Linked DNA regions of Zea mays: regions 1 and 3 are each linked to region 2. Evidence: chromatin contacts called from public Hi-C data. All regions are on one chromosome and are shown on one strand. Each heading gives the region's core, a stretch centred on a gene start, on an enhancer-like site or on the middle of the called end of the contact. The rest is flanking DNA. Distances are from core to core; before and after follow the strand shown.

Region 1 (3,741 bases), core at 1,173-3,672, 620 kb before region 2:
GAATGTAAGCGTTGCAAAGTCATTATCTCAATGGAACAGAAAAGAAAGGGCAAACTAATCATGAGACAGAACAGTAAAGAAAGAGCAAACTAATCATGAGACAGACTGACAGAACAGTAAACAGCACATTGTCCAAAAAGAACAGTATAGAATTATCTCAAACTCATTGCCACAGAAGGAAAGTAGGAGGAGCAGCAAAGAAAGAAGTTTTTTCCCTTTAGAGGAAAAACAGATTCCAAGACAACAAAATCACATACCAAAACTTAATAAAAAATATCAGTATGAACAAGAATCACTCAGTCACCACATTGAGTATGTAGGTCAGACCCAGTGCTGGCGGCTCCCACATGAGTGGGGTCTAGGAAGGAATCACCACATAGTGTCTCAAAAAAATATCAAGCATTGAGTATTTCAGCATGTAATAAACAGCAACAGCTCCTGTATATGAGCTATTTATATTTGATAAGGAAGCCAGTCGTAAAGACAACAATACTAATGTACATACTTCTGACAAGAAACAACAAAAGATTACCATATCAACATCAATAGCTAATACAAAAGTGGTGGCAGGAGAATAATAATGATAATATCATACCACTGTAACAGTAAAAGCAGTGCATAGCTTCTCCTCGTTTTCTTTTGTGGTAACCATCAAAGGAAGGCTCAGTCTTTCCAGATCATCTTCTTTCATGCTGACACAAACAATTCCTGTTCCATGCCTTACTATAAAAGCCATCGCCTCTGGGGTAACCAAGGAGGCAGCCATTATCAGATCTCCTTCATTTTCCCTTGATTCGTCATCAACAACAATCACAAGCTTCAAGTATAAAACAATGTTAGCAGACAATAGATGAGATGGAAGTAATAGAGTGAAAGGGACTCTAGCATAATGGTTAAGGCTTACGAGTAGCACGTTTAGATCCCGTGTTCGATCCCATCTGGGACGAATTTCTGACTTGGTTAAAAAAATCGCCTCGTTGTATCCTGCCCGCTCCTAGGTTACGTCCCGCGTGCCACCCACTGGCTGACCCGTTGCAGAGTGGGCGGTGATAGCCCGCTACTGATGGGGTCAGGGTTTGAGGATTTTTTTTTTGACCGAGACCATGTTTCGGTCTCTTCTTAATATAATACTAGGAGGGTGGTCTTTCATTCCCGGGCTGAGTTTTTTTTTAAGATGGAAGTAATAGATATCATAAGAACATTTAAAGATGTACTAACTTTTCCTTGCCGTACGTCCTCAATGGCATCTGGAATCGACGCGAAGCCCTCTGTCGGGCTATCCAAATCAAGTTCAGTATCTGTGTCATCATCTGAGAACTTGTCCATAACAAGTGCCAAATTAGCAGAGAGGATTTCTGGCGTCATCATTGAATCCATTGGGAGTACAGGATCAGCAACCGGATGGTCCTCGCCACGAACGGATGTGCTTTTTGGCAATAGCGTGTTGCCATTCCCAGAGAAACCGTCAGCTGGATAACCACCATCATTTTTGAAGGATAATGCTACTCTCAAGCCCACTGATTTCACCCTAGTGCTGTTTGAATTTGTAGCCAAGAAACTGCAGACCGATGCCTTTGTCTCCTTGGATACACTGCACCATTTCAAGAACTGGGCCCTGCGTTGTAGCAAACAGGCGATCAGAAACCAACAATCATTCTCAAACACCCAAACGAGTGTAGCCTTACGAATGAACGTTAGAATTCTCGCAAAAAAAATCTCTAGTTGAGTTCCGACTCCCAAGGATACTCTTTCACATCACTGTCAAGTGAAAAAAAAATGTATCCCGCTGTACCTATGTTCTCCTGCGTTTCACCAATTATTGAGTTTACTGACTAGTTCACACAGGTTGAGACAGATTATATCAGGCATACAAAAACGTGCACTTTGGTTGCGGTTTTTGTGTTCCAAAGCAGACCAAATCAAAGACGATCAACAAACCGAGCCAGAAACAAATGCCAGTAGGAGCAAACCCTCCGTCCTGTTTCCTCAAGAACAAACCGAGCCGGCGCAAACATGCGAACCAGCAAGGGCGCGCAAGCAAGGGCTTCTTACGGTTGGCGGGTGAGGGCAGCGACGGAGGAAGACGGAGGCGGAATCGAAGCCATGCTCGACTGGAACGCTGGGTCCGACGAGGAGATACAAAACAACCTGGAACCACAACAGAGCGCGCGCCGGATTAAGCAAACTAGCTCGAATTTTGATAAAATCCAGGAGCAAGGATAAAAAAACAACGGGAAGCCCCGTCGGAACGCGAGATCTAGTACAAGCCGAACCGGGGCAAGACGAGCTGGGGATTCCTCGCAGCTTACGAGACAACGGGAAGGAGCGGGAGCGGGCCGGAATGTCTTACCGCTGGCGCTGCTCTGGCGAAGACGACGGCGACGTCGGCAATTGTAGGAGGACACGTGTTGTTTGGGTTTTGGTTGTGTGGTGATTAGGGGTTTGGTGCGGGTGGGGTGGGAGACGAATAGATGGCAATTGAGACGAAAGTGTTATCTAAATTGTTACTATAAATTTAATATTTTAAAAAAGACTAGATATACGCTTATGTATTGCTATAGAAGTTAAAAATTAGTATAAACTAATCGGTTAACCGTGCGTTGCGACGGCTCATAACAATATCCATATAAATTATTTATAAAAAGATTTTAAGATTTTTTATTGATTGTCTCCGCTCTTCGCATAATATTTTTTATGAACGCACGAGTACCATAGACAGCAAATCAGAGACCTCCATCCCTCGTCTCTCCCACTTCCAAGGTTTCGTAGAGCATGAGGGGAAGGAAAGAAGCGGACATACATGTTCGTTGTCGAAGAAGGACACGACGAAGACCTGGACATCTGGAGTCGACATAGATAGTATACCGCTAGATATATAGGGAGAGAGCACGCAAGCGGAGGAAGAACCCCAGCCGGAGCAGCTCCAAACTGAGAGGCACACGCACCAGACGTCAATCCGAGAAGGACGAGAGAATGCAAGTGTTTTCCCAGCCTTAGACTCGCCGAAGCGACACAACACCACCACCAACTCCGTAGCATATGCCGACCGCTGCCACGCTACGGGCCTTGGTTGTCCAATATTCAGACCTGGACTCCTCATCGCCAAGATAACCTAAGCGTGGCAGGCGTCACCATGCCCTCCTCGACGGCACGCACGGAGAAAGGCCAGGAGCATGACCGTACCCGTGTCGACGAGCGTCGGTCGGCTCGCGGCTGCGACCGTGGGCGGGGGCAGCAGGCTGGGGAGGAAGAACAGCGTGAAGGCCGGGAAGACGAACGGGACGTCCGACAACGGCGAAAACGATGGTGCACACATGATGTGAAACGTCCTCGTGGACGTGCAATAGCCACTGCGCGAGTCGGTGTCGGGGCTGGTGTCGGACGAATACGAGAAGGAGGCGCATGCTCCTACTCCCTCTGCCGAGAATGGGGTGGCGCGGAGGTGAAGGCATGATGGGAGAGAGTGAAAGGGAAATAGGGTTAACCTTTTCCCACAATTAATTTTGGTGGTTGAATGCCCAACACAAATATATGGACTAACTAGTTTGCTCTAGAATACATGTTCTACAGGTGCAAAAAGGTTCAACACAAACCAATAAATATTCAAGTTACGGATCAAATTCAAAGGAGCAAAAGAAACCAAGAGTGCTCTGGTCTGGCACACCGGACTGTCCGGTGTGCTACTGGACAGTGTCCGGTGCACCAGGGCCATACAGGGTTGAACCAGCCACCCTCGGGTTT
Region 2 (3,674 bases), core at 117-2,616:
TTGTTCTATTATTATTTATTATGGTTTGGTATTTACTTACATTTAGTAATTGCTAATAAAATTTTGACCAACTTATTAAAAGCAATGCTCAGCTTAAACCCCTATTGCTGATCAGCTTTGCACATTACATGAACTCCCATCTTTAGTGAGTTCATACACATTATTCCCCACAACTTGTTGACCGATGAACACGTGTGAGCTCACCCTTGCTATCTCACACCCCCACAAGAAAAGAATAGGTGGTTCAAGAGTAGCCACACAACGAGGTGTTCGATTCGATCTAGGTGGCGTCTTCTAGTTGACTTGCGCCAAGGATGATCCTTAGTTTGTTTTATATTTATATTTTATTTTGTAAGACTCCCGCTATGTAATAAGTACTCTGGTTATATTGTGACATTTATCTCTATACACTCTGTTATTATATATGTTGTCTTCTTGGCGCATGTATGAGATGCACCCGGCTTTGTTTCTTAAAACCGGGTGTGACATCGCCCTTTGATTATCTCCAACAGCTCTTCTATCACGTCCTATATCATATCTTTATTTTAAACTTTAATCTGTAAATAGTGATATCTACAGTGCTATTTTACACGGTCAAATGTACGATCTGCTGAAGATAGCCTAATTAGCCTCAATATTAGATGACAGAGTACCATGTTTTATAGAATATTATTTTTAGATAATTTTTAAACCTTAGAAAGTTTTTTATACATAATAGAAAATAAGTTTATTTTTTAAAAATTACTTTTACATCCGATCGGACGTGGCAAAAAAAAGTTACAAGCGATAATGCCAGTGGCTAAGGGGGTGATTGACAGTGCTCTAGGTTCCAGGCTCAGTGTTAAGTTATGTTGTATACTATAAATTTAAACATTTTTAAAAATATATTTTTAACCTGAATATAAAACAAAATAACTTATTTATGTCTTCTAAAAGTTTATAACTTCAGTTTTATGATTTTCTAAAGTTCCTAATAACATGCTTCATAAACTTGACCAAATTTTATGAGTTGAACGGGAATCTAATGGCCCACGCAAAATGGGAAAACAAAAGGAAAACAAAAATGGAGAGGGAATATGTTATGGGAAAGGCCAAGCGCAGGCGAGCACGAGGAGATAAATGGCAAAGAGGACGAGGCAAGAGCAAATCCGAACCAACCAATCCCAATATCCGCAGGCCTCCCTCTGCACTGGACCACACCACACCCTCGCCTTTCCCGCAACCCAGAGCCCCTCTGCCAATCTCTGCACAACATCATCGATTCCCCAGGCGAAAAAAAATACTCTGGACCCTTTTTTTCAATCAGATTTTCAATCAGAGGAGGGTAGATTGGATTTGTCAGATTATCCGATCTCCACTGCAGCCTCTCTGAAGAGAAGAGGCCCATCCAGTCCAGCCTTTCCGCAGTTCCTGGAGCAATCCTGGCTCAGTGCGTGAAGCAGCTTGATTCGCCTGCGCAACTGATAGTCATAGAAGGGAGCCAAGAGCTTGTTCTTGGCTGCTTGACCGATTCTTGATTGAGCTGCTGCGGATCTTGCCAAAGGGCCAAGAGCTTGCTGTGTCTGGAATTCTTGGTCAGCCGTGCCGGATAGGGTGAGGGTGCCATGACAGCATCGCAGTCCTCGATGAGCGGCGGCGGGGAGCCGGGGGTGCGGACGGTGGTCTGGTTCAGGCGAGACCTGCGTGTGGAGGACAACCCGGCGCTGGCGGCGGCCGCTCGGACGGCCGGGGAGGTCGTGCCGGCGTACGTGTGGTCGCCAGAGGAGGACGGGCCCTACTACCCCGGCAGGGTGTCCCGGTGGTGGCTCAGCCAAAGCCTGAAGCACCTCGACGCCTCGCTCCGCCGGCTCGGCGCCTGCCGCCTCGTCACCCGCCGCTCCAGCGACGCTGTCGTCGCGCTGATCGACCTAGTCCGCAGCACCGGCGCCACCCACCTCTTTTTCAACCGACTCTACGGTTCGATCCCCCCTCTCTGTCTCTCTCTGCTCTGCTCTAGGTGTTGTTTTACGCCTTGCTACATGTTGCAGCTGTTCTTGGCTTCTTGCCACAGTATATGCAAATCGTCAGCTTGACTTCGTGTCAAAAATCGATTTTTTATCATGGTATTCTAGCCTTGCTCTATCGGGTTTGGTTGAACGGGATCCCGTACTTCACTATCTAAATAGTAAATCACAGGATATATATACAGAATTTTAGAGAAGAGGATCTTTCCATGAACAGTTTCGCTTTCGTATATCTGCCATTAATGGATATCTCATATACTCCACACGTAAACCAACTCCAAGCTTAGTTTAGCAATTAGCATCCTGCCTTACTGACTTTGGTCGCCGTCGCCGTCGCCCTCCTTAATTCCAAAAAGTCCTTGCACCCAGCCAATTGTACTCACCAAACAAAACAACCTGCATCTTTCTTCTTTGGAGTTTCCTTTTCTCCCAAGAACCATCAATAAAAATAAACTTTGGGGCCCGGTTGACACGAACGGTCCTCGATTCCTCACCGATCGCTGTCTCGTGCCCGCCGTGCAGACCCGCTATCGCTGGTCCGGGACCACCGCGTGAAGGAGCAGCTGTCGGCGGAGGGCATCACTGTGCAGTCCTTCAACGCCGATCTGCTGTACGAGCCGTGGGAGGTCCTCGACGACGACGGCTTCCCCTTCACCATGTTCGCGCCATTCTGGAACAGGTGCCTGTGCATGCCGGACCCTGCCGCACCACTGCTGCCGCCCAAGAGGATCAATTCAGGTATCCAAATGCATTTGCCTACAGAGTTCTAATGGCCACACTGGATGACGTGAAAAATGCTGAGCTCCACAGGTGACCTGTCGAGGTGTCCGTGGGACGAGCTCATCTTTGAAGACGAGTCCGAGAAGGGCAGCAATGCGCTGCTCGCACGAGCGTGGTCACCAGGGTGGCAGAACGCTGACAAGGCGCTAACGGCCTTCCTCGACGGTCCGCTGGTCGACTACTCCGCGAACCACAAGAAGGCCGACAGCGCCAGCACGTCCCTGCTGTCTCCGTACCTGCACTTCGGCGAGCTCAGCGTCCGCAAGGTCTTCCACCAGGTGCGGATGAAGCAGCTGATGTGGAGCAACGACGGCGACCGCGCCGGCGAGGAGAGCTGCACGCTATTCCTCCGCGCCATCGGCCTGCGGGAGTACTCGAGGTACCTCACCTTCAACCACCCCTGCAGCCTTGAGAAGCCCCTTCTGTCGCACCTCAGGTTCTTCCCCTGGGTCGTCGATGAGGTGCACTTCAAGGTCTGGAGACAAGGGAGGACTGGCTACCCTCTTGTCGACGCTGGCATGAGGGAGCTCTGGGCCACCGGCTGGGTTCACGACCGGATACGTGTCGTTGTCTCTAGCTTCTTCGTCAAGGTGCTCCAGCTGCCATGGCGCTGGGGCATGAAGTACTTCTGGGACACCTTGCTGGATGCTGACCTTGAGAGTGACGCACTAGGCTGGCAGTACATTTCTGGGTCTCTCCCTGATGGCCGTGAGCTTGACCGCATTGACAACCCTCAGGTACCTTTGCTCTATTCAGTCTTTCCCTGAGCAATAAAGCAGCACAAAGATGATTATATGAAACTGAATTCTGCAACGTGTTCAGTTTGAAGGGTACAAGTTTGATCCGCACGGGGAGTACGTACGGCGATGGCTACCGGAGCTGGCGAGGCTG
Region 3 (3,585 bases), core at 987-3,486, 770 kb before region 2:
ATTATTTAACTATTTTGTACAGAACTCATATTATATAGTAAAGTGTGGCATTCTTTTCTATACCATGAGTCATCATATGTGTGAGACTTGGTCCCAGCACACTTGGTGATTATTTTGCGCCCGGGTTTTGGGACCCCTAGAACCTGGGTGTGACATCGTGAAATCAACATCGCCTTATTCGTGGGAACCCGTTCGTCTCCTTCCTGGTGGTTGTTCGCAGGACCCGTTCATCTTCTTCCGGGTACCTTTTCGCGGGACTACACTGCGAACATCGTCCTATGTTGAATTCTGATCGACTGCATCGAACATACATACGAGATGTCTCGTGTTAATGGAGTCACTGTTGTCTTGAGCATTGGTCCATCCATAGGGTACTTACAGTTTGTTATTTTTGTGCATGTTATTTTGTTGTTTACTACTACTATGAATAATTATTCACACATATATATTTGTCATCACATTTATTTTATTACGCTATATTTTAAATTAAATTAAATCTAAAAATGCATAAATTCCTAACATGACCTAACAGGGACTCCGTGCTTGAGGATCACGCTTCCGTGAACTAGCAGTGTCCGCTGCTCGCCAGGACTCGAAGCTCGGAAATCGTGTTCTCATCATGCCGAATGGTAAAAATCATATCAATATTTACAGATCACTTTCGTATCGAAACAGTTTCAAGTTCCAGTTAGAGATACGCTGAGCTCGGATAAAGAAAAAAAGAAATATAAAACAGATGGAGTTTCAGTTACAGGAAGGACATATTTGAGTTTTTATACAGCAGCCGAAGCATTCCTCTGAATCTTGCAAAGAACAAGCAAGCTGAACACCACAATGCAGGTGTGACTGTTCAGCGAACCTCCGCGCTGAAATTGAAAACTGTACAGAGTATCAGCAGAAACAAGCGTGATCAGTGGCAGGCAAAAAACAAGATACAGATCTTCCGTCCCATCACAGCGGCAGGAGCGAGCTGCGTGCGCGGCAATGCCGCTAGAGGAGCGTCCACCGGCTGCTGGCGGACCATGACCTCTTCAGCTCAGCAGGCTCTGGTGACACCTCGCAGCAAACAGCACCGCATGTCCCCTGCTCCTCGCGGCCGGCCGGCTCGCCTTCAGGATCGACCTCGGCTGACACCGGCGGCGGCGACCGCGAGTCCATGGAAGCCACCCGCCGGAAGTTCTGTGCCCGTGCTCCGTGGTGCCGAACCTGCCGACGTCGCCGTTCCAGTTCCAGCGAGCTGGAGTGGTCGGGCTGATCGATTTGGACTCGCAGCTCTTGGTGGTGCTCGTTGGCCTGCTGATCGAGCCGCTCCAGTTCCGTGGTTGGGGTATTGCTTGCGGATCGCTCGGCCGAGGCGTCGGCGGCGTCGGTCCCCGGGGGTTGCTCGGCGTCGGCGTCGGCGGCCGCGGCGCCTGGGTCCATCACGTCGGCGCGGCAGAGCGGGCAGCTGACGTGGGCCCGGAGCCAGGTGTCTATGCACTCAACGTGGAACGCGTGGGCGCACTTGGGGAGCAGCCGGAGGAGCTCGCCGTCCTGGAACTCGCCGAGGCAGACGGTGCAGTCGGAAGCGCCGAGCACGCCGCCGGCGCAGTACCGCGTAAGCGCGATGGACTCGATCGCCGCGTTGTCGAGCCCGACGGTCCGGATGTGCCACACGTGGTGCACGACCTCTCCGCCGGGACCGCCGTCGCCTTCGCCTTCGTCGGGGAAGGTGGCGGCCGCCGCCGGTGCCAAGGCGGCTTCAAGGAGCGCCTCTCGACGACGCCGCAGCCGCCTGCGCCGGACGAAGACAAGTATGGAGAGGCAGAGAGCGAGGAAGACAAGCACCGAGGTGGCGATGATGAGAGCCGTGACGAAGGTGCTGCGGCCGTGGGAGGCGGGGGGAGGAAGAGGAGGGTAAGGCCACGGGGGAGGTAGAGCCGCAGCAGGCGGGCACCGGTGATCTTGGCCATCGTCGTCGCAGGGGTCGGGTATTTGCGGAACCATCGATGCAGCCGGTCAGGTCAGGTCAGGTAAGGCCGGAGACGGTGGCCGGTGCTTGGCGCGCTGGCTCGTGTGTTCATGGCCGACGGAGCCGGGTGAGCGAGAGAACGAGGAGACGGGAACGCCGCTGAGGCGCTGAGAGGGAGAAAGGCAGTAACTTCTTGGCGTCCTTGACAGGCCGCGTAAAACATTGCCCGACGCGGTGCGTGTGGGAAAAACATTGCCCGCGAGCGCGCGATGGCGTCACGACGCCGACACGCGTGACTTTTGTGTCTGCAGTCTGCACGGAATACTGGCTGACCGAGGCCGATGGCTGCCGTAGGCACGCACACAGCCACGCAGGCTACGCGGGGGTTGTTGGGAGTCGGGGACCGCCGGGCCACTGGGCCTGGAGGCCGTTGGCTCAGCCTCACACAGGTCCATCATGACCTAGTTACCTACGGCTACATGTTAAGGCCGGTTCTAATTAACTTCGGTCTTTAACGACCGCTGACGCGACTAGATATATGGACGGTTAGCATCGACTGTTAAAATTTGTCTTGGTTCTATCCTTACTGTTGAGGATCAGTGACGTGGATTAATCTCGTCCACTAATCTAGATTAAGCAGTTAACAAGTGAAGGGTTGTGTCTGTCTGAGATAGCAGTTTCACGTATGTTCAAGATGTATATATATGTGTACACAGTCATTAATGAAAGATCAGTTCTCTCCATTTCGTCATTTCTCCAAACACGTTATCAGCACTTCGCTCCAACCAACAGAGAAGAGAAGCAACCAACGCAGAAGAGACGGAGTTCGTGAAGAACCAGAAAAGGTGAGATGCCGAACATCAACCTTGTGGTTTCCATGGTGACAGCGGCTGTGGTTCGCGAGTTCCGTCGTGGGAACCGCTTCGGCATCCTGGCTCGCGCTCGTCTCCAGGCCGCCATACGGCGCAGCCTCCTCCGCAGCGGCGTTGCAGGGTTTCATCATCGTCATGTGCGCGTGCCGAGGGCCACGGAGACGGTTTTCGTACCCGTACCGACGGACTTCCTCCAGCCGGTGCCGCTGCAGGTCATCCCACCACCGATGGCATACCCTGCTGGTACTGAGTTTCCACCGGGGTTTTGCCCGGTGCACGGGTGGAACATTCCACCGCCAGAGACGACACCTCCTCCTGCCGCGGCGGTAACCACTGAGGTGGTTTCCCCATGGAGGGCTCCGATGAGCGATACCGCGGGCGCGACGGCGGCTCCAAGCCGCGGCTGGATCCGCACCGGGCATGTGCCGGGGCTTCCCAATGGCTTCGGGCCCATGGACGCTGGTGCATCGTTGCCGGAGGAGGGCGTGGAGATGGCAGCACATGGCGGCAGACCGCGCGGAGACGCTGCTGCAAGGAGCAGTCGTGGCACAGTTACTGTAGAGAACGGCGTTGGCACTGCTGCTGCAAATGGCGGCGGTGGGCGGATGCTGTGAACAGCAACTGGGGTCTGGCAGCCGGTGATTCTCTAGTGCGGCGGCGACATGTGTCTAGGGTTAATCCCTAACCCTGTCGAGCCTGTGTCCATTTATATCTGTGATGCGTCGTGGGTGAATGCACATCAATTAATCATTGATGAAAGTG

Evidence for each region. A called contact is a pair of places that touch in the nucleus more often than the background predicts.
Region 1: a contact with region 2 is called in a Hi-C map of ear, with 7 times the contacts expected there. The contact joins the promoter of LOC100383821 here to the promoter of LOC100502533 in region 2. A contact is called at or near these places in 3 of 25 Hi-C or Micro-C datasets (ear, leaf and tassel).
Region 3: a contact with region 2 is called in a Hi-C map of leaf mesophyll, with 2.4 times the contacts expected there. The contact joins the promoter of LOC103653664 here to the promoter of LOC100502533 in region 2. A contact is called at or near these places in 2 of 25 Hi-C or Micro-C datasets (ear and leaf mesophyll).

The regions. Positions count from the first base shown.
Region 1 is chr4:128,250,569-128,254,309 of Zm-B73-REFERENCE-NAM-5.0, forward strand. LOC100383821 (Bifunctional riboflavin biosynthesis protein RIBA 1 chloroplastic) reads right to left here and starts at 2,423. Exons shown (of 8, transcript NM_001319060.1): 1 at 2,351-2,423; 2 at 2,053-2,148; 3 at 1,219-1,615; 4 at 596-817. The coding sequence starts at 2,105.
Region 2 is chr4:128,871,736-128,875,409 of Zm-B73-REFERENCE-NAM-5.0, forward strand. It overlaps LOC100502533 (cryptochrome 2), which reads left to right and starts at 1,367. Exons shown (of 5, transcript NM_001197008.1): 1 at 1,367-1,956; 2 at 2,526-2,741; 3 at 2,814-3,520; 4 at 3,606-3,674. The coding sequence starts at 1,605. It also overlaps a transcript of LOC100277665 not described here.
Region 3 is chr4:128,096,415-128,099,999 of Zm-B73-REFERENCE-NAM-5.0, forward strand. LOC103653664 (RING-H2 finger protein ATL5) reads right to left here and starts at 2,237. Exons shown (of 1, transcript XM_008680492.4): 1 at 615-2,237. The coding sequence starts at 1,986. The coding sequence ends at 991.